Regions from separate parts of the Triticum aestivum genome. Here region 2 is linked to region 1. A link is a contact called in public Hi-C data. All regions are on one chromosome and are shown on one strand. The core of a region is the stretch at or near the end of the contact, and the rest is flanking DNA. Distances in the headings are between cores, read along the strand shown.

Region 1 (5,977 bases), core at 1,840-4,339:
AATGCATTGTTTAGTGTCTCTTACCCTTCTCATCAAGCTGTTATAAATTGCAAGTGCATGAATCTTATGGCAATAAAACCTCTACTATATTGCCATATGTAGTAGTATAAATGTACAACGAACATCCAAAGGATCAAATGATACGAGAATTGAAATTTGAAAGATCAGCAAGCAAAACTTATCAGATAAGGAACAAACAGCGAGCCAAGGAATTACTGAAGAATATGGCTAGCACCCATCAAATAAAATTAAAAACAAGATGGGTCGAATGTCTGAAACTACTAGACATCACATTATCAACCCAGATGCAGTAAGTGCATATAAAGAATCTTCATGTAATAATCAAGTTTAGCTAGTAAGGCCTTCCACTATGTAGGCCAAAAGTGATGCCAAATTTGCTTTTTGGATATTTGGCACCGATGCCCTACATTGTCAAGCCGATGCCAAATAAAAATTCATGGGCACCGGAGCATCTACTTGCTCCGAAGCCAAATCCATCGAGCAAATAAAGTAAGGGCGTCGTACTGCAGTGAGTCAGGAAGGAGGGCAGTGAGCCAGGAAGGAGAGACGCTGGCAGTGGGGTGTCTTGGCCTGGTCTATACTATTTTATTTATGTGGGTCCAAGCTTCAATCGATGCTAACTTCTCAACATGGTGTGAGCGGTGCTAAATATTTTGTATCTGACATAGATGTGTATGTGGCAAACTTTTCAGAGTTTTGGCACCTAACACATAGTGGAAGGCCTAATGTATCCAAAGAATATACTGCATGGAAACACTCCGTGTCTTAAGCACCACTAGTCAATGATAAAACCATCATACTCTTGGCTCTGACCAGTACAACCCAAATCATCTTTCAAGTATACTATCCGAATTCAAGATGAAACAGTTCTGAAATACATAACAAAATTCAAGTTCCATTTTCCCCGCCATGGAACACTTGAATAGTACAGTATCAGAAAGAAAAGGAAAATGTGCAGAGAATGAACTGAACCATAGATGGAACAACCACAATAACATGGCTTCAGTTTGACGTACTTCATAATTCAAATACGGTAACAAGCATGAACACATTGACCGCTTAAGTAAGCATATCCGGGCAGGTAAAACCACTATAAACTGTCGGCAGGAGAAAATGGTTCTACTAGCTAGTACATAGATTATATATTTAATAAAGACCTTGTTGAGCTACGTGCACTCCACTAGTAGTAACTACAGTACACTCAAATGAAGCATGCATCGCTGAAAAATACCAAATGCTACGATGGGCGTACACGCTTATATGGAATGAAAACATCGTACGTGTAGGTCAGACAAGAAGCATCGTACGTGTAGTAATTTCGAATTAAGAAACATCCGGATAATAAACTAAGCACCGAGACCAGTCAGCCACCTAATGGTTGCCAATCAAACCCTAAGCATAAACAATTACTATGACAGATATATATGTGCAAAAGTTTCAAAAAAAAGATATATATGTGCAAAAGTGAAAGGGCTTCTTCACCTTGCGGACTTGGGTAAAGGAGATGCCGTGGTTGCCGGAGGCATGAGCCCGCCGGCGCGCACCGCCGTGATCGGCAGCAGCTGGAGCTCCCAGTCCTTGTCAACCAAGGGGAACTTGGACAGGAAGGTGAGGTAGGTCTCGTAGGTGGCCGACCACCCCATCACCCAGACACGCCCCTCTCTGTGCGTCTCCAGCACCCGCGTCACCTCCGCCACCACCCGGCGCCCCCTCTCCTGGAGCTCGCCGTCATCCGGGACCAGTTCTCTGAGGTCACCGACGCTTACGACGAGGCCGGAGGTGGCGCCAGCCATCGCCGCTTCCACGCCGAGTTCTGTTTGGTCGATGGAGTTTGGACCGACGGGGAGGACGCGGTACGGCGAGGCCGCGGCGAAGTCCGCTGCGGCGGACGCGGCCCCGACACCCACGAGCATGGGGTTGCGGCCCCGGGCGAGGATCTCGGCGATGCGGCGGCCGTTCTCCTCGCCGGCGCCGCCGGCGATGCTCCCGGCGGGCGAGGGCACGTCGGCGTCGTCGGCGGCGGCGAAGCTGCAGAGGAAGAGAGGCGGCGGGCGGGCCCGCGTAGGGAGGCGGCCGAGCAGCGGCATGGGCGGCGCGGGGCGTAGGATGGCGAGCTTGATGTCGGCGCTGCGGAAGCCGGCGTCGTCGAAGACGCGGCTGACGACGGGGTCGTCGAGGATGGCGAGCAGGAGCTGCGAGAGCTCGACCCTGACCTGCGAGGCGGCGGTGGCGGCCTGGAAGGCGGCCTGGTGGTAGAAGTGGTAGGTGTCCGGGTTGCGGCGCTGGTTGGCCTGCGAGCGCTTGATGGCCGCCATGAGCGAGTTGGACACGGGCGGCTCCGGCTGCTCGTCGGCGGACGAGGAGGAGGCGGCGGAGGGGAGCCTGTCGAGCGAGACGGCGAAGCAGAGCTCGAGCGCCTTGAGCTGCACGCGCGGGGAGTAGGCGGCGCTGCGGGCCCGCGCGAGCGCGTCGCGGAGGAGCGGCGGGGCCTGCTGCGCGAGCAGCGCGGCGACGAGGTGGAGCGACGTGGTCTGCGCGTGCACCCTGCGCCGCGCGGACACGACCGCGGCGTCGAGCGCCGTCACGGCCGCCGGCGACAGGCACTGCCTCGCCGCGGCTACCGGCGTGGGCATCTCTCCGCGGGCGCACGGGGGGATTTTCGGCTGGCTGCGACTACTTTTCACCGGGCATGGGGCGCAAGCGTAAAACGCCCGAGCCCGAGGGGTAAACCGCCAACGACAGCGAGGATCGCTTCGGATTTTTCGGCTTCCGGGGTGGGGATAATAATCGGCTGGGAGTGAAGGTGGATTGCTTGCTTATAAACCACGACGGATATCGTCTGGTTCCTCTCTTTTTTATGGGTTTCGGCGTGGTGAGGCCCATCGGAGTGGGGAAATTTGGTGGGGTGGAGCATATATGCGGATGCGGCAGCCCTCGTCACACACTGTGGCCTAGCGGCAGTGCAAGTGCGGATTGAGATTGAGATTGAGATCGAGATTCCTCCTCCTTTTGGCCATTGCCCCGCCCGCTCGCCGTGCTCTGTCGTGTACTCCTCCCCATCCTAGCTGCTGCAGCATGATTGTTCCCTTCCATTTACCGCACAATGCGGCATGAGATCGTGTAGCCCAGGCCTAGAAGATGCCCAACGCAATGGGATCTAGCATAAGCTATGGGCACAGTCGCAGGATGCATGCACCCTGCCTCCCTCTTGAATAGCTGGTGAAGCGCTCATTCATATGGTCCTCCGATGATTTTCGCACGACCAATTATTGGCCCCCGACGCGGTCCAACTACATGTTTGTAATGGGAATTTCAGCCTTTTCTAATTGCGGAATCCACCTTGAGCGGGGGAAAAACGTTTTTTTGTGTGTGTGGCTTGAGAAACAAACCGCATCTTTAGCTCGATGTAGACGTCTATTGTTCTGTTTATTGTTAGGCTTACATCACATCCGTCCGATTTTGTTGTCGACCCGTGCTGTCAAAGACGCGCCGGAAGATATTTGTGTGTCTCCAAATTGATTTGTTCCTCGTTTCCAGCCACACATGCACCTTGGTTTTACTGTCTTCCATATATGAGTGGATTGAGCAATGTACATAGTACTATTATTTTTTATGAGGGAAAGCAATGTACATAGTAGAGAGAGGTCTAGAGAGAATCCACTAGAAATGTTGCCTTTGTGCTGTGCTTACAGTGGGCTATGGCCCTACCAATTAGTGACAAGTGGCGTGTGATGATATTTAGATAACTTACAGAGAGAGACTTAGGATCTTTACGGCGTGCTGCAATCCATATCGATGTGGACATAACTTACGCAAAAAAATCATGAAAGTGATGCTTTCTATAACATTTTCTTACGAAAGAATGTAAATTGTCAATTACACTGTTGAAACAATTTGATGCCCTATATTTTTCTCTTGTCGCAAATTTTAGTGACATGATTGATCGTCGAGAGATCTTACAGACACTAGCGCAGAAGACGCTACTGGTGGCATGTTAAAAAACACCTTTGTGACGTGTCGCCCCCACACCATCAATATGCGCAACTGATACAATATATTGGTGGCATGTGGACCCCGCGTCATCAATAGCAGATATACTGGTGGCGTGTCACATGGAGGCACGCCACCGGTACGGGATATACTGATGGCGTGTGGTAACAAGGCACACAACCAGTAATATTCATCGTCGATGGCATGTCATAATAGGGCCACACCACTAATTTGATATTTACACATAAAAAAAGCTACACAATGGTGTTTTCCTAGCCAAATGATAACATTTTTCAGTTTAGTAGCAACAGTATATCATATAGCATTTAAGGTAGACATTACTAGTAGAGCCAAATGACATCAATTAAGTTCATCAAATTGCTAATTAACATGATATGACTAGTAGCTAGCATATAACATGTTCAACGAAATATTAACATATTATGACTAGATACTGTCGTGGAATTGTCACGACAGATGTCCTTAGTGTCAGGACTTAGTCGTGAGGCCAATGCATCTACGTGGTAGTTTGAGAGGGGTTGAGTGGGACGAGAGACGCGAGGTTTTTACCCAGGTTCGGCCCCTCACGGTGGAGGTAAAAGCCTACATCCTGCTTCATTGATATTGATGATGATGAACATGATTACAAGGGTGCTGTCGGTGTCAAAACCGGCGGATCTCGGGTAGGGGGTCCCGAACTGTGCGTCTAGGGCGGATGGTAACAGGAGGCAAGGGACACGAAGTTTTACCCAGATTCGGGCCCTCTTGATGGAGGTAAAACCCAACGTCCTGCTCGATTGATATTGATGATATGGGTGTTACAAGAGTAGATCTACCACGAGATCAGAGAGGCTAAACCCTAGAAGCTAGCCTACGGTATGATTGTATGTTGTGATTATTGTCCTGCGGACTAAAACTCTTCGGTTTATATAGACACCGGAGAGGGTTAGGGTTACACAAGGTCGGTTACAAAGAAGGAGATATCCATATACGTATTGCCTAGCTTGCCTTCCACGCCAAGTAGAGTCCTATCCGGACACGAGACGAAGTCTTCAATCTTATATCTTCATAGTCTAACAGTCCGGCCAATGGAGATATCCCGGTTGTCCGGAGACCCCCTAATCCAGGACTCCCACAGTAGCCCCTTAACCAGGCTTCAATGACGATGAGTCCGGTGCGCAGTTGTCTTCGGCATTGCAGGGCGGGTTCCTTCTCCAAATTCTGTGTACCTGTCGAAATAATGTCCGGTTCCTCGTGATGGTTTGTATTTCTTGGCTTCCGCGTCCAATAATGGCCACTTTCCACGTGTTGAGCGAATGTGAAGAGCCAGGGTGTTTTCACATTTACCCCCCTAGCTATACAAATGGGACGCTTATTTAAAAAGACGAGGATTCAGATCCAAATCACATCATCCTCCCTTGCCGAGTCTTCATCAGAGCGTACCCGATAGAGATCCATTCCACCATGGCCGGTCGATGCAGCTCCTCCTCTCGCACCCCTAGCTCCAAGCCTGGAGATTGGGAGAGATGTTCCATCCCGTATAGCAAATTGGTGATGCTTCAGTCCAAGGGATTTCTTCCCCCAGCGTACCTGGTCCCAGTTCAAGCCGGGATTGCCACCTATAATGGCGGAGAGCAAGCGGAGAGCCATCCCAATCCCTCCAAGGGAGAGCGGGTGTGCCTTATCCCTTATCTGGTAAGAGGGCTCGGATTCCCAATCCATCCGTTTCTCCGAGGGCTTCTGGAGTTCTATGGCCTCCAGCTGCACAACCTCACGCCTGCTTCTCTCCTGCATATCGCGGGATTCGTAGCCCTTTGTGAGTTATTTTTGGGCTGTGAGGCTCATTTCGCTCTGTGGAAGAAGCTGTTCTGTCTGGTGCTCCGTTCTAAGAAGGGATCAATATATCAAGTGGGCGGAGCCGAAGTGTGGCGTATCGCCGGGACCGGATACCTATACTGGACCCCAA
Region 2 (5,977 bases), core at 2,523-5,022, 330 kb after region 1:
GAGTCCAGTTGAATGAACTTATTGACATCAGCAGCAGTGACACCTTCTCCAGCCTTGGGAACACCGTTCTTGACGACATACCATAGGTCGACGCCAATGGCTTCAAGATGCATGCGCATCTTATTCTTCCAGTAGGGATATTCAGTTCCATCGAAGACGGGGCACGCAGCGGAGACTTTAATTATCCCTGCAGTCGACATAGCTAAAACTCCAGGTGGTTAAACCGAATCACACAGAACAAGGGAGTACCTTGCTCTGATACCAATTGAAAGTGCGTTATATCGACTAGAGGGGGGGTGAATAGGCGATTTTTATGAAAGTCTTCAAAACATGGAAGTTATGAAGACAAACGATAGAAATAAACATATTACCATGCAGCGGAAGGTAGACTACACTAAGCAAACCATAGTCAAGTATTCAATGGAGTGAAAGCACAATGACTAATAGCAGCAATGTAGTAAGGATCAGGTAGGAAGATATTATGAAGCCAAACAGAACACGCAGTCACTCAGTGAAGACAAAAGATAGTGCAATCATACAATGACTTCACAAGGACCAAGAGTAAGTAAAGGGAAGGGAAGGATGAAACCAGTGACTCATTGAAGACAATGATTTGTTGGACCAGTTCCAGTTGCTGTGACAACTGTACGTCTGGTTAGGGCGGCTAGGTATTTAAATCTGAGGACACACAGTCCCGGATACCCAGTCCTGAACACGCAGCTCAGGACACCCAGTCCTCACCGTATTCCCCTTGAGCTAAGGTCACACAGACCTCGCCCAATCACTCAGGTAAGTCTTCAAGGTAGACTCCCAAACCTTCACAGACTTCGTTCACCGGCAATCCACAATGTCTCTTGGATGCTCAGAACGCGACGCCTAACCGGCTGGAAGATTCACAGTCCTCAAGTGTAATAAGTCTTCAGATCACACAGACAAGAAGGCTTAAGTGATGCCTAACACTCTTTGGCTCTGGGTGGTTAGGGTTTTATCCTTGCAAGGAATTCTCTCTCAAAGGCTTCGAGGTGGGTTGCTCTCAAACGACAAAAGCCGTACTCTAACTCTAAGCAGCCAACCATTTATGGTTGTAGGGGGTGGGCTATTTATAGCCACTAGGCAACCCGACCTGATTTGTCCGAAATGACCCTGGGTCACTAAGGAACTGACACGTGTTCCAACGGTCAGATTTCAAACTCACGCGACAACTTTACTTGGGCTACAAGCAAAGCTGACTTGTCCGACTCTGGACAAGTTTTGCTCTCATAGTCTTCACTCGAAGACATAGGTTTTGGTTAAGCATCACTTCAGTCATTCTGACTGGTTCACTTGGACCCCACTTAACAGTACGGTGGTTCCTATGACTCAACAAAGAAGAAACAAAACTACAAAAGATCTAAGTCTTCGAGCTCCATAGGGTTCATGCGATGTCTTCTCTTGTCATAGTCTTCAATGTGAGTATCTTCACATACCACCTTTGACATCAATGTCTTCATACATTTTTAGGGGTCATCTCTGGTAGGAAAACCGAATCAATGAGGGACTTCTACCTGTGTTATCCTACAATTCTCACAAACACATTAGTCCCTCAACTAGGTTTGTCGTCAATACTCCAAAACCAACTAGGGGTGGCACTAGATGCACTTACAGATCGGAGCGGTCAATTCCACTAACGTTGCGAACATCAAAGTGTTCCTTCATCCGAAGCCAATAAGCATCTCTACTTTGATCACCTCCAACCGATGGATCCCTCGAGACTTGCAACCAAGTATTGCATAGTAAGATGTCATCGGCGTTGGTGTAATTGCCCGCTCTTCCTTTCGGTGCGTCGACAATGCCCTCACCATCCTCGTCCACCTCGAACTCATGGTCATCGAAATGCATGTCATTGGTTTGAGACTAATGCGAATTGTTGGAGCCAACCCTCATAGTTGACATGTATGCATCATTGTTGACACTACAAAGTATATATAACAATGTAAAAAAGCTATCTATATGTATGCATTCAAAAAATAACAACAAAAGATAAGTTGGGGGAAATTTTCTACCTTTGGGGCAATTCCTCGAACATATTGTGCGCGTCGGCCGCCGGCTCAACAAGTGAGCTCACCGGCGCTTCGGTAGCCGCCGTGCCCGTCACACGCCCTGCAAGCTTCTTCCTCGACGCCTTTGAGGTGCCGGAGCCGTCCGCCACCTTGTTCTTCTTCGCGGATGTCTTGCCCTTCTTCGGCTGCGCCGCATTTGGGAGCTTCGAGGGGGGGGGGCACGTGGCTTCACGGCGAGCGCCCGCGTGACGCCACCCGCCGCCGAGGTCATCCACGACGGCATGAAGAGGCCGCGCGCAAGGCCGATGCTCGGAGGAGCTCCGGCGGAGGCGAGGCCAATGCTCTCCACGCCAGGGTTTGTGGTAGCGGCGGCGATGGAGGGGTCGCGGCTATAGGAAGGGGTGAGGGGGGGGGGGGCGGCGCGTGCGTCCATCGGGTCAATTCGCCGGCGCCGGCGCGTGTGGGGCGAAGGTGGCGCGGTGGAGAGAGTGCGGCGCGAGCGCTCGTGTGTGCCACGCGCGGAAGCGGGTGCCCCAAATTCACAGCACGTGATGGCGATTCAGACCGCGTGCCCAACTCTATATGCCGCGCGCGCGGTTATTGCGCGCGCACTGGAGCCCCTCTACCGATTGCGCGCGCGCTAAAAAGGGCAAAATTGAGGCGCGGCGCTTGTTTAGCGCGGCTGCTGAAGATGCTCTTAGTGGAGATCAATTATTTAGTTCATACATGCTGGCATGGTGAGGTGGCATACTTTCACATTGAGAGAATCTTCTACTCCCTCCGTTCCTAAATATTTGTCTTTCTAGACATTTCAAATGACTACTACATACGGATGTATGTAGACATATTTTAAAGTGTAGATTCACTCATTTTGCTCCGTATGCAGTCATTTGTTGAAATGCCTAGAAAGACAAGTATTTAGGAACGGAGGGAGTATATCTAAATAGCTAGCCCCCACTAACTATTTCTCTCAACATGCAAGCATGCCACATCATTGCACAACATGCATGAGAAAAGGCTCACCCCCACTATCATATGTCTCTCAACATGCAAGCATGCCACTTCATCATGACATGCATGAAAAAAAGACTTATCTCAACATGTAACATACATGAGGGTTTTTTCATTCTATTATGCTATATACATTTAATAAACATTTTACAGCTATATAGTAATCAAGCACAATAAATTATATGTATTTTTATTGTTAGCTTTTTATATTATTACTTCAAATATTCATGTTTCATACAACGAGTCACATTGAAATATGTTACAAAATATTCCCGCAACAACGTGCGGGGTATCATCTAGTTGAAGTTAAGTGGGGATCAACTATTTAGGTATATAGGATTAGATGTTATCTCACACATTGCTGCACGAATGTTTTGCAATATATTTAGTGATATATTTGGTTGTATGGGACAATAAAATTTGGACAATATAATATAATAATAATTTTTAATTATTGTATGGTTGCAAAATATTTATATAAATATAAAAGCATAATAAAAAACCCTGATCATGAGAGCTACGACAAGTTCACAACAAGATGTTGACATTACTGGTTGTTTTCATACGTCAAGGATGTCTACTAGTATAAGTCATACGCCACATGTAACGGAAGTTACTCCAAAGACTCATAATCAAAGTCCCTTAAAAAAGACCCTAATCAAAATCGGATCTGTCGCCTAAGCCAGGGGAGAGAGCATTAAGATCCGCGCCAGTCCTCGTAGGGTACACGCGTCCCGCCCAGATCCCGTCGTAGGTTTCTTCCCTCGGTCGTCGTCATCACCCGAAGAGAAGAGGAGGAGAAAAGAGAGCAGCCAGGCCGCCACGCCCGCGAGCCGCCGCACACCAACGGAGCGGAGCGCCCCTCCTCCTCCGGCAGCCGCGATTCTTCTAGCCTCCTCCAATTCTCCGCCGACGCTCCTCCCTGCACTCCGCCCGCCTCGCGTAGGGCGTCGTCACATTGGATTCCCCCCGGCCAGAGCCGCCATGGAGCCGGAGTCCGCCGACGCGGCGCTCGCCGGTTGCAAGGTACCCGCATCTCTACGCATATCCCTCCATGCCTCATACGTTTGCGATTCCATCGGGACGTGTTCCGCGGTGGATGACCGCTTCTACCCTGTACGGCGACCTCAATCTGGCGACGGGTCGGTTCTAATTCTAAGGCCCTCCTCCAGCGACCCCCTCCCATCATGACCTAGTAGAACTCTGACGAGCCGTCTTGATTAGTTTCATACTCCTACCGCTTAATAGGTTTCTGTTTAGCCGATTAGGGACAGGGAAACTCTTGATTGATCATCCCTTGTCAATTCCCTTCTGTAACTTGAACTAGCTTTACTTACCAAGCCTGGCTACTAGGTCCATACATGTAACTGCTTACAATTAGGCCGCAGCTGCGCATCTTACATCGTTACAAGTTGTTTTCTGTAGAGATTGCAATCTGGGATTCGACACCGCTGACGCCCAAGCTGACATGCCCTACTAACATTTTGCTAGGTGCTGAAACTGCTCACAGTTAGTATTTCTTAGTCTTCTTGCATTGCTTGTTTCCGCAAAGCTAGCTGATTTCTTTATCTGTTTGCCATTCTCTTCCACTGGTACTGTTTACATTGCTCGGCAACTTGGCTTCAGTAAGATTGTTTGGAGGGATGCATTTAGTAACCAAGTTTTAGATTTGAGTTCCATTGCTAAATGTCATTGCTGCGCCACCTTCACTTTAGTGGTACTTAATATCTGTATATTGTAGTTGATAGCTACTAGGTGCTCTTACCCAAGCATTTGACAACAGTCCAGAACTGTCGCTATATTACACTATACCATGCCCTTACTCATGTATAGTATACGGGATAGCAGCGGCATCGATAGTTCTGCCCTCAGCTCCTCGCATCATCTGATAAAACTTGTTTCTTGTTTACATCACTATGTATAATCAATTGGAGTGGTCTATATTGGAAATTTCATCATTTTCTGTGTTAGTTCTTTTATGTTGTCAAGATGCCCCTCTTACGAAGTAGAGCTTTCAAGTGATTATCTTATTTAGCACCCCTTTTCATGTATGTGTTAGTCTTGTCCTAAAGGAATAGACCTGTGTGGCTTATTCATCTGTTTTATGTCGCTGATAGCTAAATGCTTTGTTGCAGGACAAGTTGAAGCACTTCAGAATAAAAGAGCTAAAAGATGTCCTGCATCTGCTTGGACTTTCAAAGCAAGGAAAGAAGCAGGTTTGTTCAATCCAATTTCGTAAATCTACATGAATACATTCTACAAATATAAATTATACTTATTGCTTTACTTTACAAGTTTACATCACTTGCTCAAACGTTTCAATCTTCCCTTTACTTTGGGAACAAATAATCGATTAGATTGTCAAGTCGTCCTTACTAATACCGTAACATCTTTCGGAACTAATTAACTTCTCTGTGCCTTTTAGTACTTATATTGAGTATTTACTTCTAAGCCACTTTTTGTTTATCTGATTTTGCTTTACAATTCCAGGAATTGGTGGATAAAATCTTAGCAATACTATCTGATCAACAAGATCAAGGTGCATTGTTTTTTGTCTTTCTTCTTCCAACACTGGCCCTTTTATACTAGTGTTTGTCTAAAGGTACAAGAGGAATAACTTTCATATTGTTCTTGCAGTATCACAACTGAATGGCTTAACAAAGAAACCGGCAGTTGAAAAAGAAACCGTGTTGAAAATAGTTGATGAAACCTTTAGGTGAGTTTGCATTTGTTCACATACTGACCTTGTGTTTGTATTATTTGGATTGACTCCTACTGTGTTTTGTCATACACTCATACTGTCTGTTTTTGCTTAATATCTAGGAAACTGCACAGTCCTGCAAATTCTGCTGCAGGCTCACTAAATCAGATTGATTCAGGACAAAGTGTAAAGCCTAAAAAAAAGTTAAATGGCTCTGCTCAAAAGG

The links. Hi-C and Micro-C count contacts between places; a contact is called where the count stands out from the background.
Region 2: a Hi-C map of leaf shows a contact between it and region 1, with 5 times the contacts expected there. The contact joins the promoter of LOC123103233 here to the promoter of LOC123103232 in region 1. A contact is called at or near these places in 2 of 5 Hi-C or Micro-C datasets (both in leaf).

What each region holds. Positions count from the first base shown.
Region 1 is chr5A:332,774,171-332,780,147 of IWGSC CS RefSeq v2.1, forward strand. LOC123103232 (protein DWARF 53) reads right to left here and starts at 3,090. Exons shown (of 3, transcript XM_044524755.1): 1 at 1,504-3,090. The coding sequence starts at 2,654.
Region 2 is chr5A:333,107,268-333,113,244 of IWGSC CS RefSeq v2.1, forward strand. LOC123103233 (E3 SUMO-protein ligase SIZ2) reads left to right here and starts at 3,773. Exons shown (of 16, transcript XM_044524756.1): 1 at 3,773-4,076; 2 at 5,186-5,266; 3 at 5,541-5,589; 4 at 5,688-5,766; 5 at 5,874-5,977. The coding sequence starts at 4,035.